6 separate regions of the Sus scrofa genome follow, and all the other regions are linked to region 2. The links are chromatin contacts, called in public Hi-C and targeted proximity ligation maps. All regions are on one chromosome and are shown on one strand. The core of a region is the stretch at or near the end of the contact, and the rest is flanking DNA. Distances in the headings are between cores, read along the strand shown. Region 1 has its middle 83 kb from the start of HS1BP3. Region 2 holds the start of RHOB (ras homolog family member B). Region 3 holds the start of PUM2 (pumilio homolog 2). Region 4 has its middle 42 kb from the start of HS1BP3. Region 5 has its middle 62 kb from the start of HS1BP3. Region 6 has its middle 66 kb from the start of RHOB.

The links. Hi-C and Micro-C count contacts between places; a contact is called where the count stands out from the background.
Region 1: a targeted proximity ligation map of skeletal muscle shows a contact between it and region 2, with 3 times the contacts expected there. A contact is called at or near these places in 10 of 47 Hi-C or Micro-C datasets (embryonic fibroblasts, epiblast stem cells, fetal heart ventricle and 4 more) and 2 of 2 datasets of targeted methods (alveolar macrophages and skeletal muscle).
Region 3: a targeted proximity ligation map of skeletal muscle shows a contact between it and region 2. A contact is called at or near these places in 4 of 47 Hi-C or Micro-C datasets (embryonic fibroblasts, epiblast stem cells, heart right ventricle and 1 more) and 2 of 2 datasets of targeted methods (alveolar macrophages and skeletal muscle).
Region 4: a contact with region 2 is called in a targeted proximity ligation map of skeletal muscle. A contact is called at or near these places in 7 of 47 Hi-C or Micro-C datasets (embryonic fibroblasts, epiblast stem cells, fetal skeletal muscle and 4 more) and 2 of 2 datasets of targeted methods (alveolar macrophages and skeletal muscle).
Region 5: a targeted proximity ligation map of skeletal muscle shows a contact between it and region 2. A contact is called at or near these places in 12 of 47 Hi-C or Micro-C datasets (embryonic fibroblasts, epiblast stem cells, fetal liver and 7 more) and 2 of 2 datasets of targeted methods (alveolar macrophages and skeletal muscle).
Region 6: a Hi-C map of liver shows a contact between it and region 2, with 6 times the contacts expected there. A contact is called at or near these places in 1 of 5 promoter capture datasets (liver), 16 of 47 Hi-C or Micro-C datasets (adipose tissue, embryonic fibroblasts, epiblast stem cells and 8 more) and 2 of 2 datasets of targeted methods (alveolar macrophages and skeletal muscle).

Annotation. Positions count from the first base shown.
Region 1 is chr3:117,689,899-117,693,501 of Sscrofa11.1, forward strand. No RefSeq gene overlaps it. Among named protein-coding and RNA genes, the nearest start is that of HS1BP3, 83 kb to the left of the region's middle.
Region 2 is chr3:117,773,509-117,777,080 of Sscrofa11.1, forward strand. RHOB (ras homolog family member B) reads right to left here and starts at 1,952. Exons shown (of 1, transcript NM_001123189.1): 1 at 1,362-1,952. The coding sequence starts at 1,952. The coding sequence ends at 1,362.
Region 3 is chr3:117,855,916-117,859,427 of Sscrofa11.1, forward strand. It overlaps PUM2 (pumilio homolog 2), which reads left to right and starts at 2,015. Exons shown (of 22, transcript XM_013996320.2): 1 at 2,015-2,067. It overlaps LOC102158392 (a long non-coding RNA gene), which reads right to left and starts at 1,912. Exons shown (of 3, transcript XR_302627.3): 1 at 1,504-1,912.
Region 4 is chr3:117,649,088-117,652,917 of Sscrofa11.1, forward strand. No RefSeq gene overlaps it. Among named protein-coding and RNA genes, the nearest start is that of HS1BP3, 42 kb to the left of the region's middle.
Region 5 is chr3:117,669,352-117,673,186 of Sscrofa11.1, forward strand. No RefSeq gene overlaps it. Among named protein-coding and RNA genes, the nearest start is that of HS1BP3, 62 kb to the left of the region's middle.
Region 6 is chr3:117,707,857-117,711,846 of Sscrofa11.1, forward strand. No RefSeq gene overlaps it. Among named protein-coding and RNA genes, the nearest start is that of RHOB, 66 kb to the right of the region's middle.

The DNA of each region.
Region 1 (3,603 bases), core at 588-3,087, 84 kb before region 2:
CCGGCACAAGCAGGCCCCCAATACGTATGAATTCCACGGTGTCAGGAGATTCTGAGAGCGAGACAGAGCAGGAGAAACTCCATCCCTATCCTCAGGGCCCCAGGGGGTGGAAGGGCAGCGAGGAGACCCCCCAGGAAGAGGAAAAGGAGACCTGAGAGGGGTGTCTATGCCCGAGGGCAGTATACTTGGGGGCCCCACCCACCTCCTCTTCCTGCTGGGCACACAGGGACCCAAGCGACTCGGAGAGCACTGGGACAGCCAGCACAGCAACGCGGACAGCTGGGGGGCTCTCCTGCCCTGCTCCACCTGCTATGGATCCCTGGGCAGTTCAGAGGCTGGGCTGGAAAGGAGGGCACTTGGCCACCCACGGAGGTCAGTCCCACACTGTCGTGACTCTGAGGGCCCCACACAGGCACAGGGGAGACCGCAGAGGGTGAGGAGTCCTTGACGGTTATAGCGAAACAGCTGCAGCTCAACCACAGGGAGCAGAAGTCTGGCCACCACGGGAAGGCCTCCCTGAGCCTTCTGGTCAGAGCTGCAGAGGGTCCCCATCCTGGGAAACCAGCCTCGTCCAGCCCTGAGGGCTCAGGGTTCCTGGCAGGCAACAGTCACTCTTGTTAGCTGCGTGACCTGGCAAGTTAAACTTTCTTCGTTAACAGGATTCTCAGAAGCACCGCGCTCAGCCGCGCAGCCTGCGAGGGAGCCAGCACAGGGCCCTCACTGACAGCTGGCTCTGGTTTGACTCTTCCTTAGGAGCCTTGGCCTGGGGGGCAGAGAGCACCCCAGTCCAAGCCATGGCTCTGAATCCGCTCACTGTGTGGCCTCCAGCCGCTCTCTGTCCCTCTGGCAGGCTTGCTGCTCTTGCCTTGACCCGGAGAGTCCTGCTCCGCGCAGGGGGATTCTGGTCAGCGGTTCCACATTCCCCTTCCAGAGGGACAACTGCCCCTGGAATCAGACGCGCATGGCATGCCGGGAGAGTCCCATGGGCATGACTGGCCTGCCTAGGGAAGGAGACCGGTGCCTGCTATTGCCTATTCCAGATGCCTATTCCAGCCTACTCTCAGGCTGCCATATCTATCAAGACCAGGCCCCGAGGGGGCCTTCTGGACACCCCTGGGTCAGGGCATGGTGCGTGGCAGGAAGGCCTACTCTGTCAAGGTCAATAATTGTGGAGAGGGGGCTGGCAGGGGCCAGGGCATTCAGAGGTATCTCTAAGCTGTATGACAAGTGGACAGGGGTGGCAGGAAGCAGTGGCCTGGGACAGGTCTGGTCAGTCTGGTGGAGGAGCCATCACGGTGGGATGAAAAGCTGCAGGCCAGGGGCTGCAGCCACGGTGGTGGCGGGCCACACGGGAGTGTGCATGCAGTATGTGCGGGCTGCTAGTGATCAGGATCCTGGGCTGGGCGTGGCCCTGCCCCCGCTGTAATCCCTATTGGCAGCTGGCACTGGGAGTGGGTGGCTAGCCCTGCTCTGGGCCTCCCGGTCTTAGGCCCCTGTGGGAGCCGGGCAGAGGGAGAGGCCTGCCCTCCCCCTGGAGGGCAGGCTCAGACGTGAGCAGCTGTTCTTGGCTGGACACTGTGGCTCTGCACCTTCCCACCGAGAACGCTGGGCCTGCTGCTGGGAGGAAGTGGGAGTGAGCCGCTCTCTGGAGCTCCAGTTGCAAAATGAGCTCAGGACAAGGCCACGATCTGAGGCTGGCCTGCTGCTGCTGTCCATCTCCTCTGCCTGAGCCCTCAGACAGCAGGATGCAGCCCCGATGGAAGTGACACACGGCTCCTTGGCCTGAAGGTGGCAAGTGTGGACCTAGCAGGACGGGAGAGCAGCGATGTCCTTGAGCTCTATTTCTTGGAACCTCAGATGAGCTCAGGATCTCAGACTTCAGAGTGCATATGACTCACCCGGAGGGCCTGGTAAAACCCGGATTCCTGAGAGTTCCCACCGTGGCTCAGTGATCACAAACCCGACTGATATCCATGAGGATGCGGGTTCAATCCCTGGCCTCGCTCAGTGGGTTAAGGATTCCGATTAGACCCCTAGCCTGGGAACTTCCATGTGCTGTGGGTGTGGCCCCAAAGAGACAAAAGACAAACAAAACAAAACTATACCCACAACGGAGACACCCGGGTCTGACCCTCAGAGCTTCTGATCCAGCAGGTCAAGAGTGTGGCCTGAAACTCTGCATCCCTAAGATGCTGCCAGCTGGTGCTGATGCTGCCGACCCCACACCCACGAAGAACGGTGCCATCTAGGCCTTTGATGCTCAGAGTGCGCTGCTCAGCCTAACAGCCACAGCACCACCAGGGAGCTTGTCAGAGGAGCGGAATCTGCCCCTCCGCCAGCCTGGGCGTCAGAATTTGCATATTCACAAGAGCCCAGGATCACCTGGGCTCATTCAAATTCACGGGGCAGTGGCACCGCATCGCCCACTAGAACTTTCTGGGATGAGAGAGACGTTCTAAACCTGCGCTGTTTGACACAATGGCCACCAGCCACAGGTGACAGGTGGGCCCTTGAAATGTGGCTGGTGGGACTGAGGAGCTGAATTTTTCTTCTATTCAATTGTAATGAATTTTAATTTAAATAGCCACGTGTGCCTAGTGGCTTCCATTTGTCACCACGGGTCTGGAGTAACCCAGCTCCAAGGACCTGTAGAAGCTGTCATTGTGTCGATGCAGCAAAGGTTCAGAGAGGGATCAGAACCTGCCCGAGGTCTCAGTGAGTCAGAGACAGGGTGGGACCAGGGCTCTGAGACCAGGATGTCCCCCTCCTCACGGCACTGCCACCGGAAGTACAGAAGTCGCAGAACTCCGTGAGAGGCGTGGAGCAGATAAGGGGGAGGCAGGAGGGGGACAGAACGAAGGGTGACCCCCAGTTTGCTGCTTGGACGCTGGGTAACAATGGTGCCCCTTGGTGAGACATGGCCGCAGTGCCGGGGGAAGGGGAGGATGAGCTCAACCCCAGAATGTTCGAGAGTGAGGCCTGTGCGGTGGGCAGATGGAGGTGTCCAGAGGTACTGGCGGGAGCCCCACGGGGAGCACAGGGTGGGGGGGCATAGAATGGGTCTCCCATGCTGTGCACATCTGCTGTCCCCCCCAGGGCTCCTTGGGACAGGTGCCTTCAGCCCCCTGAGGCTCCCCTGGGCCCTGCCCATAGCAAGGGGTGATGTCTGCCAGCCAACCGCCCTCCCGAGTACCTGTCCCTTGCTGGGCACATGTCATCTGCAGCTTAGAAAAGCCCCTGGAGGTGCCCCCTCCCTGTGCCTCTGACTTAACCAAGTCTGCCTGGGGCCCGCTTGTCTGACGGCCAGAGGAAAGGGTGAAGCGAGGCCAACACAGTGAATCCTCACGGCGGAAGTTCTGCTTCCAGAGGCCCCTTCAACACCTCCACACTCACCAAAAAGAGACCCATAAAATGACTCTCCCCACACAAATAGAAAGACTATTTCTGGACCTAGATAAAGGGTAAAGTGGCAGGGCGCCACGGATCCAAGGAGGGCCAGGCCTGGTTACTGGCAGCCCTGAGGGGACCCAGGGCTGGAGGGCGGGCCAGTGGGGGCTGTGGAGGTGGGTCAGCTCTATGCCAGGGGGGCTGCTGAATCACAGC
Region 2 (3,572 bases), core at 702-3,201:
CAGTTTATTTAAAAAATAAAAAACAAGACAACAATTTAGTAGAAGTACCACTGGGTGGGGAAGGGAAGGGAGAAAGGAGACACGAGGGGCAGGTTCCTTCTCTGTACAGAGATGCAGAGAAAATTTCACACAGCTTTAGAGACTGCCTTGTGGGGGGGGGGAAGGTTTTAGATAGGCCCTAATACTTGTTACTGCCCTTTATCAAAATAGAGTGCACACCTGCACAAATAAAATCGCAAAACAGAACAGTGTTGCCACTTTTTTCAAGAAAAGAAAATTAGTGGTTTCTTCTTCTCCTTGATTTTTAAAAGTTATCATTTTTTTAAAAACATCAGAAGTAGATGAGGTTACAGCGTACAAGTGTGGTCAGAATGCTACTGTCTTATGCAAATGACAAGTGCATTAAGTGTCAAACAATGAAACAATTGTGCAAAGAATTCTTTCCAAAAAAAAAAAAAAACCCAAGTTTTCGCCTTTAAATAAATCAAATAACATCAGTTTCTTGGACTGAACAAATTTCACTTGTAGGACAGGCACAAAGTTCGCTTATGGCAAAAAAACAACCTGCAGCACACTTTCCCTCCTCCTGCCTGTGGCTGATGAGGGGTTCTCCCTGGCTGGCCCGCAGGAGACATGAGTCTGGAAGCTGTGTCCTCTCAGCCCCAAGTCAGTTAGTTGCAAATGTCTTTCCCAGGAGTTGGAAAGATGGCCAAGTCTTGTTCGTGCCTGGATGGACGCCTGACCCAGGCTGGGCCGGAGCTGTTCTCAAGTCCTGTCACTCCACCCACCGCCACCATTAAATAACACCATCCTACCTCCGAAAATAAAATTATATCTATATTTATATAACACCCCATCCACCCCAGCCCTCCCCTCCCGCAGTTCCCGTGGTCTATGTTACAGACAGGGGCATAGCAGGCGCTCGCTGGTTATGGGAGAACATCTGATGATGGGGCGCGGCCGCACCCCGGGGCCAAGCTCGCCTCGGGGTAGCAGAGGCGGGCGTGGGGCAAAAACGGGGCGGGGGGAGTTGAACATACACACAGCCACACCCTCCGAAGAGGCTTGGCTCTTCAGAACAGGGTCTTCGGGGATCCCTTGGCACTCAGCGGGGCGCCCAGGCCTGTGCAACACAGCGGGACGCACACAGACACTTGGAAAGGGGGCGCCCGGTGCCTACCGCGCCGATTCCCGGCGCCAGAGCCACAGCCGCCAGGCCACGGCTGCGGGTCCGGAGGGCAGACGCCAGGCCGTCCGGTGGGGTCCGTGGGGGGGGCGCGGGTCTCCCTTCTCCGGCCTCGTGGGGGACCGGCCGGGGTGGGGGAGCCGTGCCCGCAGGGGCAGGCAGGCGGGCGCGGCCCTCATAGCACCTTGCAGCAGTTGATGCAGCCGTTCTGGGAGCCGTAGCGTTTCTGCAGCGCGGCTCGCGTGGCCGTCTCGAAGACCTCGCGCACGCCCTCCTTGGTCTTGGCAGAGCACTCGAGGTAGTCGTAGGCTTGGATGCGCACGGCCATGGCGCGGCCGTCATCCGTGCGCACGGGTTCCTGCTTCATGCGGGCCAGCTCAGTGCGGACGTGCTCGTCGCTGCGCAGGTCTTTCTTGTTGGCCACCAGGATGATGGGCACGTTGGGGCAGAAGTGCTTCACCTCGGGCACCCACTTCTCGGGGATGTTCTCCAGGGAATCCGGGCTGTCCACCGAGAAGCACATAAGGATCACGTCGGTGTCCGGGTAGGAGAGCGGCCGCAGGCGATCGTAGTCCTCCTGGCCCGCTGTGTCCCACAGCGCCAGCTCCACCTGCTTGCCGTCCACTTCGATGTCGGCCACATAGTTCTCAAAGACTGTGGGCACGTACACCTCAGGGAACTCGTCCTTACTGAACACGATCAGCAGGCACGTCTTGCCGCACGCGCCGTCGCCCACCACCACCAGCTTCTTGCGGATGGCCGCCATGAGCGGGCCGGGCCCGGGCAGCAAGAGGGGGCCCGCGAACGCCTCGCTGCCGTCCCGCTGGCCGCTCACTGCTCACCTCGGGCTGCGCGCTAGGGGCAAGGGTCGCTAGCTGCACCCAGGCCCCGGGGTGGCGCGTTCTCTCGCTGTGCTCAGGAAGCCGCGGCGTGGGCGGTAGGGGCGCGGGAGCATAGGGCGCACCGTACGTCTCCGCGCTGCTCCGGAGCGGTGGCGGCCCTCCTCGCCCCGGATCCGGGGTTGGCGCCTTTGTGCGCAAACGGTGACTAGAGTAGCAGACCCGGCCTAGCTTCCTCCCGGGTCGCTCTAGGCCTCAGCAAAGGTACAGGAAAACGAACGAAAGCAGGCAGACTGCGGTGGCAGATGCAGGCTGCGGCCCTAGCGCCCGCTATTTAAAGAGTTCGGCGACTTTCTTAATATAGCCGCCCAATGGCAAGCGAGCCGACTGAGCTCATCGCTGCGGAGCTTGGCTCTGATTGGCCGTCCGCTGCAGCCCAGGGGCGGGGCCGGGCGAGCTTGATTGACGGCCCAGGCCGCGGGGCTGGGAGAGGCGGCGACCGGGGAGCGTGCGCCGCGGCTGGCGCTGCGGGGCTCCGGCGACACCAGGGTTCCCTCCTTCGCCGCAGCTTCTGCGCGTGGGGCGGGAGGCCAAGAGCTAGCTACCAGGAGCCCGCAGGGCCTGGACGAGAGGTTCAGAAAGAAGCCGCACTTTGTGGGGCGTTAACGACTCCCTCCCACTCAAAATTGCCGCGCTGGCTTCGCAAACTCCCAGCGGGTGGTCGGACCTGTGGGGGACCGAGCGGTTCCTTTAACTTGGTTTTGTTTTTAAGTGAACGCGCGCGCACACACACATTCGTTTGTTCCCAAGCAAGGTCTTTTCCCTTTTCTTTCAGAAGCGGGCCCACCCCTGGTCGAGTCTGCCATCCCTGTCCTTCCACCAGGGTACCCGCCTAGAGCAGCCCGGGGTTTGGATCTTAGAGATGGTGGCTGTAAATTAGGTGACCCTGGGCCGAGCTTCTGGCTCCTCCAAGTCCTATCGCCTACCCCCTTCTCGGCACCCAGCCTAGGTCTTTAGGTAAAGATTCGGAGAAGGAGGGACGGTGAAAAGGGAAGGTCGAGGTTGGTTGCAGAACTTGAGGTCCGCTGGGAAGAAGTTACCAAGCAGAAAAAGGCAGCCTCAGCCCTGGATTTCAAGATTAATTCGGATCCTGGTCATAAGGCAGAGAACTGCCTGAGGTAAACAGTACAATAAAATCCAAATCCCCACCCCCACCCCACTGGGCTAGAAGAGGCTGAGGTCCCCCTGGGGAGTAGCAGGAGAAACTTGAAGGCTGGGACATAGCAAATCAGTGTCTAGTGGGGTGCTAGCTCCTAGTCTCCTGCTATCCACCAGGACTTAATCCATCTCTTCCTTGTATCCTGTAGGAGATGGCACCTGTGTCTGATCTAGAAGCTTCTGAGTGGATGGGTCCCAATGGACAGAAGGGGTGAGAAGAAGGATGGAGGTAGGGAGGGAGGACCACCCAAGGAGGAGGAAGAGCTTGAACCAAAGCAGAGATGTGACAAAGAGTAGGACAGATTCTAGGAACAGAGAATAGCTTACTG
Region 3 (3,512 bases), core at 765-3,264, 82 kb after region 2:
AAGGACAAAGCATTAAACCAATTGCAGCCCTGTCTAAAGCTTGAAGCCTTGTGGGACTGCACAGGTCACATGTCCATGAATCTGTTCTGTTTTACGGGGATATTAAATGAGACATGGAAAATGCTTTAGAGCTTGCATATTGAAAGCACTAAATAAATAATAACTATGGTATACATATGGCTTTTAGTTAGAACTCTTGGTTGTAATAGAAACTCTTTATTTAGCTTAAGCAAAAAAGCAGCAGTATACGAATCAAGGCATTTGTTTCAGAACCCAAGGAAAGAGGCTGCCAACAAACTATAGGAACAAAGAGAAAGAGAAATATCAGAGCTTTCTTCTCTCTCAACTCCACTCTGTAGGTTTTCTGTCCATATGGTGGGACAAGTCAGCCCAGAGAGCCCAGGTTTAAGAGACTTCTCAAGGGGGGACTGGGGTTTCCTAGTCCTAATTCCAAATTCTGAGGGAGTGCCTCTGACCAGTACACCTATTTTCATGTGGACTAAGCAACAGTAAAGACTCTTGCTATTATCAGCCCAATGGGAGGAGAAGGCAGACAATATGTACCTCAGTGACTTCCATACTTGATTACGGGATATTTCTTTTTCTTTTTGCCTTTTCTAGGGGTTGAATCGGAGCTGTAGCTGCCGGCCTACACCAGAGCCACAGCAACGCGGGATCCAAGCCGCGTCTGCCACCTACACCACAGCTCACTGCAACGCCGGATCCTTAACCCACTGAGCAAGGTCAGGGACCAAATCCGCAACCTCATGGTTCCTAGTCAGATTCATTAACCACTGCGCCACGACAGGATCTCCTACGGGATATTTCTTAGAGGAACACCTCTTCTTACTGAACAGAACACACCTGGACATTGCAGTGTGGGTAACAGAGTGAAGCTGAAAGCCAGGGTGAGTGCCAGGAAGGAGATTTTCATTTTAGATGGCAGTCACCAGCTGGAGGTAGTGACACTGAACACAGTTTCAGGAAGTCTACATAAAAGCCTGCTACAGAAATCCAGACCTGCAGGGTTCCCCGCCTTGCTCAACGAAAGGAATGTGACTGGCATCCATGAGGACGCAGGTTCGATCCCTGGCCTCGCTCAATCTGCTAGGACTCCAGCATTGCCCTGAGCTGTGGTGTAGGTCGCAGATGTGGCTCAGATCCCGCGTTGCTGTGGCTCTGGCGTAAGCGGCTACAGGCGGGTGCGGCCCTAAAAAGACACACACACACACACACACACACACACACAGCCCGACCTGGGTAGCAGCGCACGCGCACGCACACACACACACACCCCGACCTGGGTAGCAGCGCACACACACACACACACACACACACATCCCGACCTGGGTAGCAGCACACACACACACACACACACACACACACACACACACATCCCGACCTGGGTAGCAGCACACACACACACACACACACACACACACATCCCGACCTGGGTAGCAGCCAGAGTGAGCATCACTGGCCTACAGAACCACCTGAGCTTACTTTGTTTACCCGGCCAGGCACCCAGGGGTGGCAAGCTGCTGAGCTAGTTCCATTTGCCCTCGGAGCAGTCCTCTTAAGGGGTTCACTTTTCCTCCCCAATGCGTCTCCACCGTCATGGTGCGGGGAGAGGGTAAGGATGACACCTAAAGGCCTAGATTACTGAGCCATTCTTGTGAATGCCAGCACCCGGAAAGCGAACTGCGAGTACACCACGAGCGAGGACGCCGACACCGCGCAGTTAAGGGAGAACAATGAGCTGTGGCCCAGGAAGCTGAGGGTAAGCGAGTTCAGAAGTTGAGGCCCCACGCGGTAACACAGAGACCGAAGCAGCGTAGATCGGAAACACCACTCCCGCGATGCCCTAGCCCGGCGCGCGCTCCCGCCTGGCACCGCCCCGATGTCAGAGCCGGCTGCAAGCCCGCAAGGTGAGGGCGGGGGAGCGCAAGCCGAAGGGACGGCCGAAACGCGCGAGCGTAGAGAGCGTGCGCACGCGCAGTGTTCTAGCTGGCCGGCGTGCAGAGCGCGGGAGAAGCGTCCGAAGCCACAGCGAGGAGCCGCACCTCGGTGAGCGCCCCCCTTTCTCCCGGAGTGCTTTGCGCGCGCCCGGTGGGCGGGGGGGAGGGGAGGGGAGGTGGCGGTGGCAGCCATGTTGTTGTGAGACTGTGTCTCACCCTCGGTACTTCGGTGGTTCGGAGGAGGAGGGGGAGGAGAAGGAGGTGGGGTGGGGGGGAGGGAGGTAGGTGGAGAAAGAAGATATTGCCGCCACCGAAGGCGGAGGAGGGGAGGACGGCCAAGAGCGACGCCGCCGTGTGCCCAACGGTCGGTGTCCCCGGCTGAGGCAGCGCGGCCGCAGCAGCCCCGTAAGTCAGTCGCGTTTGCACCCTCTCCCGTGCTCTGACGCCGCGGGGCTGGCTCCCCGGGTATTGTGTGACGGCCTTGGCGGGGGCAGCCCTCCGGTTGGAGGGCGGACGGGGCCTGCGGGGTGCCCCGGACGGCTGCGGCCTGGGGCCCGCTCACACAATGCAGGGGGAGGGGTGCCGGAAGGGGGTGTGCGCCCAGCGGGGGGGTTGCTCTCGGCTTTCCCGCTTCCTTTCCTCCCCCACGTCTCAGCCTCGCGGCGCTGAGGGGGCCCGCCCGGCTCTTGCTCGGTTTCCGCGCGTGTGGGTTTAGAGACCGAGCTGTTCGTCCTCCCAGCTCTTGGGTTCGGGACCGGGAGAGAGGCCGGGTGGATCCGGAGGAGCTGCGAGTTGCAAGTGGGCGAAGAGGAAGGAGTGGGTTTATGAAAACAAGTGTGGGAATTCTAGAGGACCCGAGTGTGTCCAGGAAGAGCTTCCGGTAGACAGGTGTGCTTATGAAAGAAACGGCGACTTGGGTTTAATGTATTAGGTGCCATTAGTAAGGAATGTTTTGTTTTTGTTGTTATTGGAGCCGATTTTGATACTCGGGAAGATATGTAAATTAAAACTAAAGAATAGATTAGAGGCTTCACACATTTTTAGCGTTCGTTTTGTATCTGAACTGGGTCATATTTGGGGAAAATACATTTGTTAGAGTTTTATGCTCAAACACGCGTATAAAAGTTAGTGTTAATTCTGAGAATATAGCTAGGGAAACCGACCTAGCTTTTCATTATAACACATTTAAGCATTTGGGTGGGACATATTTGATGTGTAATAAGACAATCATGTTAAAATCTGGACTTAGTACTTTCTGAGATTTTTAACTTAAGAAAACTAGTTACAGACTTTTGAAATAAAGGTTTTTTTTAGGGAAAGCTTAATTAGAAAAATACTTTTAAATACGTAAGAGAAATATAATACTTGTAAAGGTATCATATGTAAAGTTTTAATAAAGGGTGTTACCTAAGGATTTTAAAAGCTTGTTTACTGCTTAGATTCCTGTTTAATAGGTGACTCTTCACCATGTGACCTGGAGCATTGGAAGATGATTTAAGGATTTCTGGCTAGGGATCAGATTTAAAACACACAAAAGTTTTAATTGGCTAAGCT
Region 4 (3,830 bases), core at 819-3,318, 120 kb before region 2:
GACGCCCGTCCTTCTCAGAGCTGACCTCAGCTTCTGGTTTATCACAGCTCTGGCCCCTGGTGGGAGCTGAGGGATTGCATTTCTCAGGTCGTGCTCAGGATAAGCCACACTTCTGGAACGGGGGTTATAGGCTCAGTGCGCAGCCTCAGTAAGTGGGCACCCCTAGTGACAGCTTTCAGAGGGTGAAAGCCTGTGCCTCTTTGCTAACTCAGCAAATAGCAGCAGCCTCTAAATTGCTTTTTTAGTAAAGCTGGGTTCGCTTTCTCCAGCCCAGCTAGCCAATCACGTCTACTTCCTCACATGCCGAGCTCATTCAAAACCACTAAGCATTTAGTGCACCTACTGTGTGCGGGCACTGTGACATGTGAGAAAGGATCAGGAGGGGAGAGGCATAGAAAAAAATGCTGGTCAGCCCTTCCAGTCTAGAAGCTCCCCATGGCACTGGGCATCAGTCAGCTTGGTGAAGAAGCTCATACAAGGAGCCACACAAGCTCGTGAATAATGCAGTGCAAAGCAGAGGCAAGTGATGGAGTTCCCGCTGTCGCTCAGTGGGTTAAGAACCTGACTAGTATCCATGAGGATGCGGGTTAGATACCTGGTCTCAGTTAAGGATCCGGCGTTGCTACAAGCTGCAGCTTGGATCCCATGTTGCTGTGTTGCTGTGGTGTAGGCTACAGCAACCGCAGCTCCGATTTGACCCCTCGTCTGGGAACTTCTATATGCCATAGGTACGGCCCTACAAAGAAAAAAAAAGGCAGAGGCAGGGAAGGATAGTGTAGGACACACAGCTCTGGTGCTCAAAGGACATGGGACAGGAGATATCAGGCCAGCATGGCCAAGGGATATTTCCTGAGCACCTCCTGGGTGCAGTGCCTGTTCTAGGCATGGTGGAGGGCAAAAATAGGAAAAGTGCCACCAGAGCCAGATTTGCCATGAACGTGCCACGCCCCTAGGTCCTGTTCCGTTCTTTGGGCCTCCTGCCCACACAGCAGACACAACTCCTCCCATGCAGCCACCCCTGTCCACCACCCCCCCAGCGCACACAGTGTACACGCAACCTGAGCCCGGCTCCTGGTCCCTGCGTTCATTTCCTAGGGCAGCCGCAGCAAGTACCAAAAACCAGGAGGCTTTAAATAGCAGGAAGTTACTCCCTCCCAGTTCTGGAGGCCAGAAGTCCCTCTGATGGTTGCGGGCAATCCATGCGGTCCCTGGGCTTGCAGCCGCATCGCTCCAGCCTCCACCTCCGTCTTCGCCCGGCCTCCTTCCTGGGCCTCTGTCTTCACGTGGGCCTCTCCTCTGGGTCTTCTCTGGGTCTGTGTCCAGTTTCCCTGTCTTGTAAGGAAACCAGTTGTTGGGATAGGACCTCGTTTTACCTTAATTACATCTCAAAACCCTGTCTCCTTTACACTAAGGTCCTGTTCACAGGTTCATGGGGACAGGAATTTGGGGCAGGGTGGGTGGGGGACACTGTTGCAGCCAGTGCCGTCCCTGAGGGTCTGGTACCTTTCAGGAGGCTGAGGTACTTGAGTGAAGAAGTCATGACTTCCTACCTCCCGTATCAGCTTCTGGGCCTGTCAGATACCATCTGGTATCAGTGGTCTTGGGCCCTTGTGATCACACAAAATTTAGGAGAAATCACCCCGCCGGTGACAAGAGTACAGAGACTTTGCACACGGCTTGTGTCCAAGAGTGGGAGTGGGACACGCTGAGCATGTGACTTGTGGGGCCCCAGGGCCTGACCCATGTGGCCAACGTGTGGCCTGGCCCCCCCACAGGGCCATCATACCCAGGGCAATGGCAGGCCCTGCATATCTCCTGTTCCAAGCTGAGGCAGGTGGCATCCCGTCCCATCCTATCCAAGCCGTGGTCTCCGTGATGTCCCTGCGTGCTCTGGGCATGTTTCAGCCCCGCCCTGTGGTCCCCACTCCCTGTCTGAGTCGGGGAGGGAGCTGGGACAGAAATACCTTTGTTGGACCCTTGCCAGGCGCCACGGTTAGATTTCACTCACTGCAGCTGCCACCAGAAATATGGAAAGCTCTTCTCTTCAAATCTTGGCAGGAGCGACTCTACAGCAATGCATGGCACCAGCTGGAGGGTCAGTGACACTTCGAGCTGTCCCCGGGGTGGCCCTGCCCTGGAGAAGGTCTGTCTGGAAGGGCCTGGTGGTTTTCCAGGCGTCAGGCCTCTGAGGAGGTTGGAGAAGATTCGCCAAAGCTGGCGATGGACAGGCTTCCAGAGTGTGAGGGCTGCCGGCGGACTCCCGGGTGCCGAGGGCCCTCTGCCCCGGCCTTCTCAAGTGGGCTTTCTTCCCTTGGCAGGATTGCTCTTGGCTTCTCCACCTGTGTGTTTCTGTTTTTCCTTTTGGTTTAATAGCCACTTTGCTCATTTCCCCCTCAGAAGTGTTCTCGGTCCCAGAGGGCAATTTTTTTAGGTTAGAAAGTAGAACAGCTAACTTCTTGTCCACCTGTTTCTCAGACACCAGGAGTAGCAAAGAGGCTCAGCCTGACCCAGTGCTGCCCTGAAGGCTCCTTTTACTGCCCAGACAGTCTAGGGTTCCAGTCAGGCTTGGCCTGGTATATGGGTGGCCCTAGGATGGGAACCCTGGCCCCACAGACTATATAAAATAGGAATGGAAAATGCTGCAACACATTTGGGGAAAAGCTTGGCAGTTTTTTTAAAAGTTGAACATAAATTTACAAGACACCCCAACACTTCCACTTCTAGGAATAGACCCAAAGGGAAAGGAAAACCTATGACCACACAAAGACTCGTGCACAAATACCCACAGCAGCTTTATTCGCCATGGCCAGAAAGTGGGAGCAGACACCAAGTCCATAAGCCAATGAATGGATAAGTAAAATTGGGACAGGGAGTTCCCGTTGTGGCTCAGTGGAGACAAACCCAACTAGTATCCTTGAGGATGCAGGTTCAATCCTTGGCCTCGCTCAGTGGGTTAAGGATCTGGCGTTGCCGAGAGCTGTGGTATAGGTCGAAGACATGGCTTGGATCCGAAGCATAGTCCATCAGCTGCAGCTCTGATTCCATTCCTAACCTGGGAACTTCTATATGCCTCGGATGCAGCCCTCGAAAATAAATAAATAAATAAATAAATAAATAAATAAATAAAATTGGGACAGGCACACAATGGAACATGATTCAGCAACAAAAAAGAATCAAGTGCTGACACATGCCACAATACGAATCAACCCCAAAACCATCACACTGAGAGAAGCTAGACGCCAAAGACCACATACTATCTGACTCTGATCTGAAAGTTCCAGCAGACAGATCTACAGAGACAGAAAGTAGTAGTAGCTGCCTTCGGCCGGAGGTGGCAAGTGGATTTTAGGGGGGTAGGGGGGAATGAGGAAGTGTTCGAAATGTTCCAAAACTGGTTTATCGTAATGATTGCACAATTCTGTACGTTTACTGAAATCATTTAATTATACACTTGATGCGGGTGAATTCTTAAATTATACCATTAAATTACACCTCAATAAAACCGTTAAGGAAATTAATGACTGGAAAATGAAACAAACAAATACAAAAATCCATGGGCAGCCGCGTGCGGCAGCTGGAAGTGTGAACCAACTCCCGGCTCTCCAGCCTCCTAGCTGTGTGGTCCTGGGCCGGTCACTGACTGTCTCTGTGCCTCAGTTTTCTCACCTATAAAATGGGGATGATATTTGTACCTGCCTCAGTAGGGTAGTTAAGGGAGAAAATTAATCAATATTTGTGAAGTTCTTTGATCATTTCCTGGTTCGCAGTGCATGTTATATGTGAATAATCAAAATTCTGCGGCATCGTTAGCGGTTTATTGTGCTATAAGG
Region 5 (3,835 bases), core at 1,295-3,794, 100 kb before region 2:
AATGGGTCAAGAAGTTGTCTCTTCCTCTTCTTGGTTCTCTATTTTTGGCAGATTTGGAACAAACATCCTTTTCCCAAAGCCCGTTTTCCCGGGAGCATCTGGCGTGTGCTTGCTTTTATTTCTCCCCCCAGACCAGCATGTTGGGGGGGAAAGAGCCTCTGGGTCATCCTGTGATGACCGCTGGGTGGAGAAACTGGAGCGGGGAGGTTTGGGCTCCAGAAGCGGCTTGTTCTCCACCTTCGAGGCGGCCGTGCTCTCTTCTAAAAGATGCCTGCTCTCTCCCGCCAAAGAAAGGAAACTCCTCTTTGGAAACTTCTTAAACGTAACGTGTCTACAAGTGCAGACCATTTGTGGGGGGTTAGACCCACTCCAGGGTTTCTTTCTGTGCTTCGGGGCAGGATGGTCCTGGCTCCTTCCTCCGTGGCCAGAATGCCTGGGGGCCTTGCGGGTCAGCGGATCCCTCCTCATGGTTTAGCCATTTGTCCACCGTGGGCCCACTGGAACCCTATTCCCTTGGAGCCCAAGCAGCAACCCACTGCTTGCTTCCATAGTGCGTGGGCCAAAAGAGCGCTCCATGGAGGGTTCCCTCAGTTCGAAGCCAGGATCCCAAGTTCTAGCCCCAGCTCTGTCTCTTCCCAGCTGTACAGCTTTGGAGAGTTTTCCTTCTATGGACAGAAGCCTGTAACACCCACCTTGCAGGGTTTGTGTGAGGATTAGATAACTGTACCTTGCGCAACACCTGGCACACGGTAGCACGATGACGCTTGTTCATCTGAAGAGAATGATGCTGCTGCCCCAGGGAGCAAACCAGATGTGTCCACACAATCCCTGCGGGAGGGAGCAACGTGGCAGAGGTGGCTGAAGTGCGGTGCTGGGAAGAGAGCCAAAGGGACTCCAGGACTTTAACTGTTATTTCTCTACTATTTGGAGATACTAGATTCTTAGGCCTTCAAAGCATCAAAGGATCTTAGGAGAGGAAGTTTGGTGTTGTGGCTGAGAAAAGGGCTTTGAAGTGGGGAGCTGGGTTCTTCCCAGTTTCTGGCTCGGCCACGTCTAACTGTATGGCCTTGGGCAAATTACTTTTCTTCTCTAAGCCTTCGTTTCTGCATCGTAAAGTGGGGCTATTAGCAGTTCCTCTTGTAGGGCATTGTGGGGATTAAACAATATAATAGCCATAAGATGAGGGCAAATATATAATTCTCTTCCAGAGCAGGACACTTCAGAGAGTGAAAGGAAGCATTATTAATAATTGTCCAGGAGTTCCTGTTGGGGCACAGTGGTTAACGAGTCTGACTAGGAACCATGAGGTTGCAGGTTCAATCCCTGGCCTTGCTCAGTGGGTTAAGGATCCAGCGTTGCTGTGAGCTGTGGTGTAGGTCACAGACGCGGCTCGGATCCCACGTTGCTGTGGCTCTGGAGTAGGCTGGTGGCTACAGCTCCTATTAGACCCCTAGCCTGGGAACTTCCATGTGCCACGGGAAGCGGCCCTAGAAAAGGCAAAAAGACAAAAAAATAAATAAAAAAATAATAATTGTCCAGCCCCCATGACCATCGCAGGCAAACCAGGGCACATGGCCATGCTGTAAAGAGCTTAGCACAGTGCCTACTTGAATATGACAGCAACCAGTGATGCTGGAGCATGTGGGGTCTGGGTGGCCCATCTCCGAGATGGGAAAAGAGAGCCCTGGCTTGAGTGGGGGTGAGGGGTGAAGGGAAAGAATTGTCAGCCCCACTCTGAGAGGGAAGCCAAGGAGCAGCCAGAGCCTCCCCAAGCCCTCTGTACCGTCCGGGAGGTTGTCTTTCATGCAAGGAGATGGCAGGGAGCAAGTTCCTTTCCCAGAGTCACCGCAGGGGAAGCTCTGCTTGGACTGGCCCCTCTCCACCCTCCGTCTGTGGCATCAAGCCAAGGCCAGCTCTGGACAAGGCAGAGGCCTCGGTTCCAGCCTGAGTCCGGCCCTCCCCGCCTCTGGTCCTCCGGGGCCCACGCAGAACACGTCATCACGGTAGCTCGAGGTCACAGCCTTGCCCCCCTCATCCTTGAAAGAGCCCCTGCTCCCTCGCCCCTAGCCAGCGGGATGGACGCGGAGTGAACAGACGTGGTCTGTGCAGTCTCTCTTGGGCCCTCAGCCACCCTCCCAGCCGTCAGCATAAACACATTCCTGAAGCCAGCAGGAGCCAGGAGTGACTCAGGCCTCAGGAATGTGCAATCTGATCCCCTCTCTTGGGGGGCAAATTCCTTATCCCCGAGGTGGGCAGCTAGCTGGCCCGAGCCAGGAAGCCCTGGAGACCTCTGCTCCTTCTGAGGGACTGAGCCGCCTGTGTCAGGGTCTGGACAGGCTCTGAGGGAACAAATTCTTATGGCTGTAGCATCTTGGCTCTGCTCCCCCACTTTGGACCCCCAGAGCCTTACAGTGTCGGGGTGTGGTGTGGGAGTGGAGTTAGGGCTAGGGGACCCCATTCCGTGTTCAGATTCAGTGCTCAGACCGCTGAAGCAGGCAGTCTGAGTCAGCAGGGGTGAGAGGCAGACACAGGTACCCCCGTCCTTACCAGGCCCATCCCCTGAGCAGTGAGAAAGAGATCCCTCTAGAGAACAGCCTCGCTCCTCCTGCTAGCCAGGCTGGGCTCAGGCATTCTTGGCATCCTCCACCCTCCACCCCGCCCGTACCCCCCCACCCCCCCACCCCAGCCCCCTGGGATACTGCCTACTATTTTTTTTTTCTTTTTAAGTCCACACCTGTGGCATATGGAAGTTCTCGGGCTAGTGGTCGAATCAGAGCTGCAGCCATGGCAACACTGGATCCAAGCCCCATCTGCAACCTACGTGGCATCCTTAACCCACTGAGAGAGGCCAGAGATCCACCTCCCATCCTCACAGAGACATCAGGTCCTTAACTCGTTGAGCCACAATGGTAACTCTTGTTGGCTACTTTTGGGGGCAGCAACTGGGAGGCTGAATCTCCGGGTTACTCTGAGGGCAGGGGTTTCTGGGGACACAGCTGTGTCCTGATTCAGTGCCACCAAGCGAGTTAATGGGGAAGCTCTTAAAATCACAGAAGGAATCCTTCATTTGATGGCTCCGAGGGTGGGCATTGGCTCAAGGAACTAGACATTGATTCAACCTAAGTCTGTGAGCCAGGTACCAAATATGGAAAAAGAAATCCCACGTATTGGAACACAGATCAGAAGATGCAGGAGCTTTGGCTAGAAGCAGAGAGCTGGGCAGCCTGCTGGGGAGCCCAGTCCTGGGACTAGACAAGACAGTGTCACTCGCCATTCCCGTTCCTTCGGAACACTGCCCTGCCAATTCCAAAGAGTGACCAGCCCCTCCCACCACGGAAGATGGGGGTGGGGGCCGCATCCTCTCCTCGCTCTCGGGTTGGGATATGCTCTTGACCAGTCAAACCCTTCTCCCTGGGGTGTAGACTCTGGAGTGGGTGAAGCAAGCCTTCAGAGAGAGGCTGGGAGGACTGGAGATTCCGGCAGTGTCCATCCAGGCTGGCAGATCCCAGCAGTGTTCCCTTGGGGGACACTGTCCAGCTGGGCTCACCCCTGGATCCTGACTTTTCCCAGCCTGGTTCTCTATCCTTCCTGATAAGTCAGTGAACTGCCTCATACCCTTCCATGAAAATCCTTCTCTGAGTAAGTTAGCCAAAGCTGGTTTCTGCTGTTTGTATGCAACAGACCTGCAGGCACCAAGGCCTGGGGCATGAGAGAGCCGGGCTCAGGATGGCTCAGAGGGGCATCCACAAGGCCAGCGCCCCTCCTGGGTTGCATTTGCCTTGCTTTAAAATCTTGCTTGCTTCAGGTCTGAGCAGAGGGTGGGGGAGACTGAGGG
Region 6 (3,990 bases), core at 1,390-3,889, 65 kb before region 2:
CCTGCTGCTGTCATCTCTGCGGTGGCGGTAGCGCCACCTCCATGGTGGCAAGGCAGCACGGGAGACACTCATCAAGGGAGCTGAATAGGACTCTCCTGGCTCATCTGTAGGTCACGCCAGATGCCCACCGCAGACTGTGTGCCTTCCTCTGCAGTAGCTTTCCAAGACCCATCTCTAGCCCCAGCTATGGGAAGCTTGGGTCAAATCGCCTTCAAGAATAACTTCCCCATGTCAATATTCCCACCAGCCTGCTGCCCGGATGGTCTGGGCCCCACACACCACCGTCTCATCCTCTCTGACCTTGTGAGATGAGTTCATATGGCTCTAGCTTGGCCAGGAGCCACGTGGGGCAGCGTGGGGGATCTCTCCACCTCTCTGTCTGCGTTGCTTCCCGGACCCACCTGGGCCTCAAGCACAAGGCAGACCCCAGCAGGGTTGAAGGCAGTTCCACAGATTGGCTCAGAGTGTTGGGCAGACTCTGGGTGCAGGGCCAATCAGCCCTGTCCCTGGGCCAGAGGACAAAAGGGCTCCCCAGCAACACAAGAGTCAGGGGCAAGTGCCCTCAGCATGCTCGGAGAATAGGTCCTCAGTGCCGGGCGTCCCTGCCGGGGCTGGAACATGTCCCTGTCACAGACCCAGAAGCAAAGATGCCTTCTGGGAGGCTAGCCCACCAGACCCTCTTTGAGGCCCTGATGTATTTAATTATGTATCTGTCTCTCCCACCTATGGAGCAAGCCGCTGGGTCAGGACAAAAAACTTCCCCGGCCTGCGGGTGAATAACTCGGTACACACCTGTCAGTGCTCCTTCTTCCGAAGCCACTTGTGGACTGAGGAGAAGGGTTTGGCTCAGTTACAGGGGTCAGCAAAGTTCTGTGTTCCTGAAGTGGCATCTCACCCCGGGACTCGGGCCCAGGGCCGCTTTGAGGTGCCAAGGGCTTTGACTGAGCGAGTAGCTCTGAGGAGAAAAAATGGCAACAGGCATCCCTTTATTGACTGTAAGGTGCCCCTCCTGATGGAGGGACTGGCTGGGGCTGCTTCCCGCTGCGACACAGGGAGGACTCCTCTGTCAGGAACCCCAGGGGGAGCGGCCTCAGATGCGCTTTCTCTCTGGAGAGAGGCTGGCGTGTGGAAATCTCCAGGGCCAGGGCTGTTTTAGGACACACAGACCATCCTGTCACCTGCCCTAAGGAAGGGGCCATGGCTTTGACGGAGCGATGATGCTTCTCTCTTGCTAAGGGGTGCTCCTGTGATGTCTACGGATTCCCTTCAAACACGGGGCTACCTAGACACGCCCAGAGGCGGCCACCACCTTTGGATGCAAGCGAGTGTGACAGGAACACACCGTCGTGGGCTGGGCTGGCTTTGTCTCACTGTCATTTGACAGTGTCTTCACAATCTCTCTTCTCTTCCGGTGAGGGAGTTGCTCAGGGAGCAAGGGAACCTCCCCAGAGGCTCATGGCCCAGCCTCCAGAATGGGATCCAGCCCTGGCCTGCTTGACAGGGTCCAGGCCTCAGCCACTTCCCCTCTGCAGTCCCTTTCATCAGGAACTTCACGCCTCCTGGCTGCTCTTGCAATGCTCAGGATTAAAGAAAAAAAATCCTTCAAGTCTCCGTCAAATGCCCCTTCCTCCAGGAAGCCTTCCCGGTCTGCCTAGCTGTGCCCCATGTAACCTTCTGCTCCCTTCCTGGGCTCTTTTCACACGTGTTGCTGAGGAGTCGTTTGTACCCTCAGTCTTGCCACCTTGAGCTCCTGAGGGAGCCCAAATGGTCTGAGTCTCTCGTCTCCAGGCCCCTCTGCCCACCGCACCCCCCCCCAAACACTTTCAGCATCAATAAAAGAGGATGGCTCTGGCTTGACTCCCCGTTCCCAAAGGACAAACACAAGGAACTGAGAGAGACTTCAAACCAGGATCCCCTTCACCTCCAGGGAGGCCTTGGCAGGGGAATCTCCTGGATCAAATTACTTGGAAAAGGAGGCGAGTATATGACACAGGTGCGCTTACCAACAAAGGGCTCGGGGAGCAGCTGAATGGCGGAAGGTCGCCCCGGTTCCCTGCAGCGCTCTGTGCCAGCCACGGGTCCTGTGAGCCTCCTCCTGACCCAGCCCACTTCCTCAGGCCTGCCCCAGACTGCTCTCAGCTCAGGGCAGGAACCTGGTGGGTTGTCACCAGTGGACCACCTGCTAGCGTCCCATTTCTGAGAGGGAGCTGGTCGACAGCTTTCTGGGACTTCTAAGAATAAATGCGGGGGTGGGGGGGCATTGCTTTCTAGATCACTCGGTGTTTTACTGGAAACACACTGGGTTTTTGTGCACAATCACAGCCAGCACCCACAGGCAGAAATCACAGAATGTTCTGGCTGGGGGGGGTGGATACACTTTATGGAAAGTTACACTTTCCTGGCACACAGTGGTCACACAGCCCTCACTGGCCACGGTGGCCGTACCCAGAGTAGCGAGATGGGTCTGAGCCTGGACTAGGGCCTTGAGCTTTGGATCTGCCTTTCCAACCCGAGGCTCTGTGACGAGCAGTAGTGTCCAGGCTGGGCTGGACTCCAGCCAGGATCTCCCACGCATGGCTCACCTGCCAGTGCCTAGGTTGCCCAATGCTTGGCTCCAGCCCTGCTTTCCGTTAAGTGCTGAGGACCAGAGCCCATGATGGCCACACCCACGATGTCTGGGAGCTCACAGTGCCGGCAAGGGTGGCCACCCCAAGGAGACCACCCCTGGGACGGTGGGTGTGGCACCATCAATGAGGAACGTCACAGAGGTGGGAAGAATCCTGAGGCCACAAACAGGAAGTGTCTACAGAGGGGTGGGAGGGGTGGGGAGATGGAAGCAAAGCCCCGGAAGGCCAGCAGGATCCTCAGGGGGCCCGAGGAAGCATCTGGAGGGTCTCTTCTGGGATGTGGGTGGTCCCTCCAAAGACAAAACAGCAACCAAAGAAACCACATCATGGAGAGTGGGAGCTCGGGGTCGGGGGATGATGTCTTCCAAGAAGGCCTGGGATCTACTTCAGGTCCTGTCGGTACCCTGGGGGCTGCAGCCTCCCCAGTTTCATGCAGCAACACCCCCAACATGAGTCACCGAGACTCCTCCCCCCAGCCCTGCCCTCTGTCTGTAGGAACTTTCATCTTGCAAGCAGATGCCCTGCCCCCCCAGAGAATGACATCACCAAGCGTGCCCTCTGTGCTGTCACCTGACACTCCTAGAAGCTCAGAATGTCCTGTAGCCTGGACATTGCCACTGCCCCCCACCGCCACCTGGGAAGCTGGATGCCCATCCCTTCTGCCTGAGTGAGGGGGCAAAAAACAGAAGCTGGAGTCCGACAGATGCCCGGTTCTGATACACAGGGGAGGAGTTGACCTCTCTCAGTCTCAACCTCCTGATCCGCAAAATGGGGATAAGCACACTTACCTTGCCTTGTAGGGAAGTCAAGCCGAACCACCTGCTCACGAGAAGTCAGTTTCCGGTTTGTCTCCTCCCCATCCTAAACTTTTACTTCTTTCCCCAGTCATTGACTGGGAACAGGAGCCCTGCTGGCAGCCTGCCCTCAGGACGCATGGCCAGGGCAGGCTGTGACCACTGTGTGCCAGGAAAGCACTTCTCAGGATGCTGAGGTCCCCGTGCCCAGGCCCACGGGCGCGCAGAGAAGGCCTAGAAGTGGAGCCATTGCAGAGAGGGAAACCAAGACGCGCAGAAGGGAAGGGGCCTGGGGTGGGCTGTTTGCGAAGGAGAACACGGTTATCATGGGGTGAATGGGGTGAGGGGTGCAGCCGGACCAGCGGCCTCCCCGGCCCCCTGGACCCGCCCAACTCCACGCCCTGGCATTTCCTGGGCAGAGCCAGGGACCCAGGACCACGTGTGGGCCCAGCTCTCCTTTGTAGTCCAAGTCTTGCTTTTGATTTTTTTTTAACTTTTTATTTTGGAATAATTTTAGCTTTAGAGACAAGTTACAAAGACAGTACAGAGAGTTCCCATACGCCCATCAC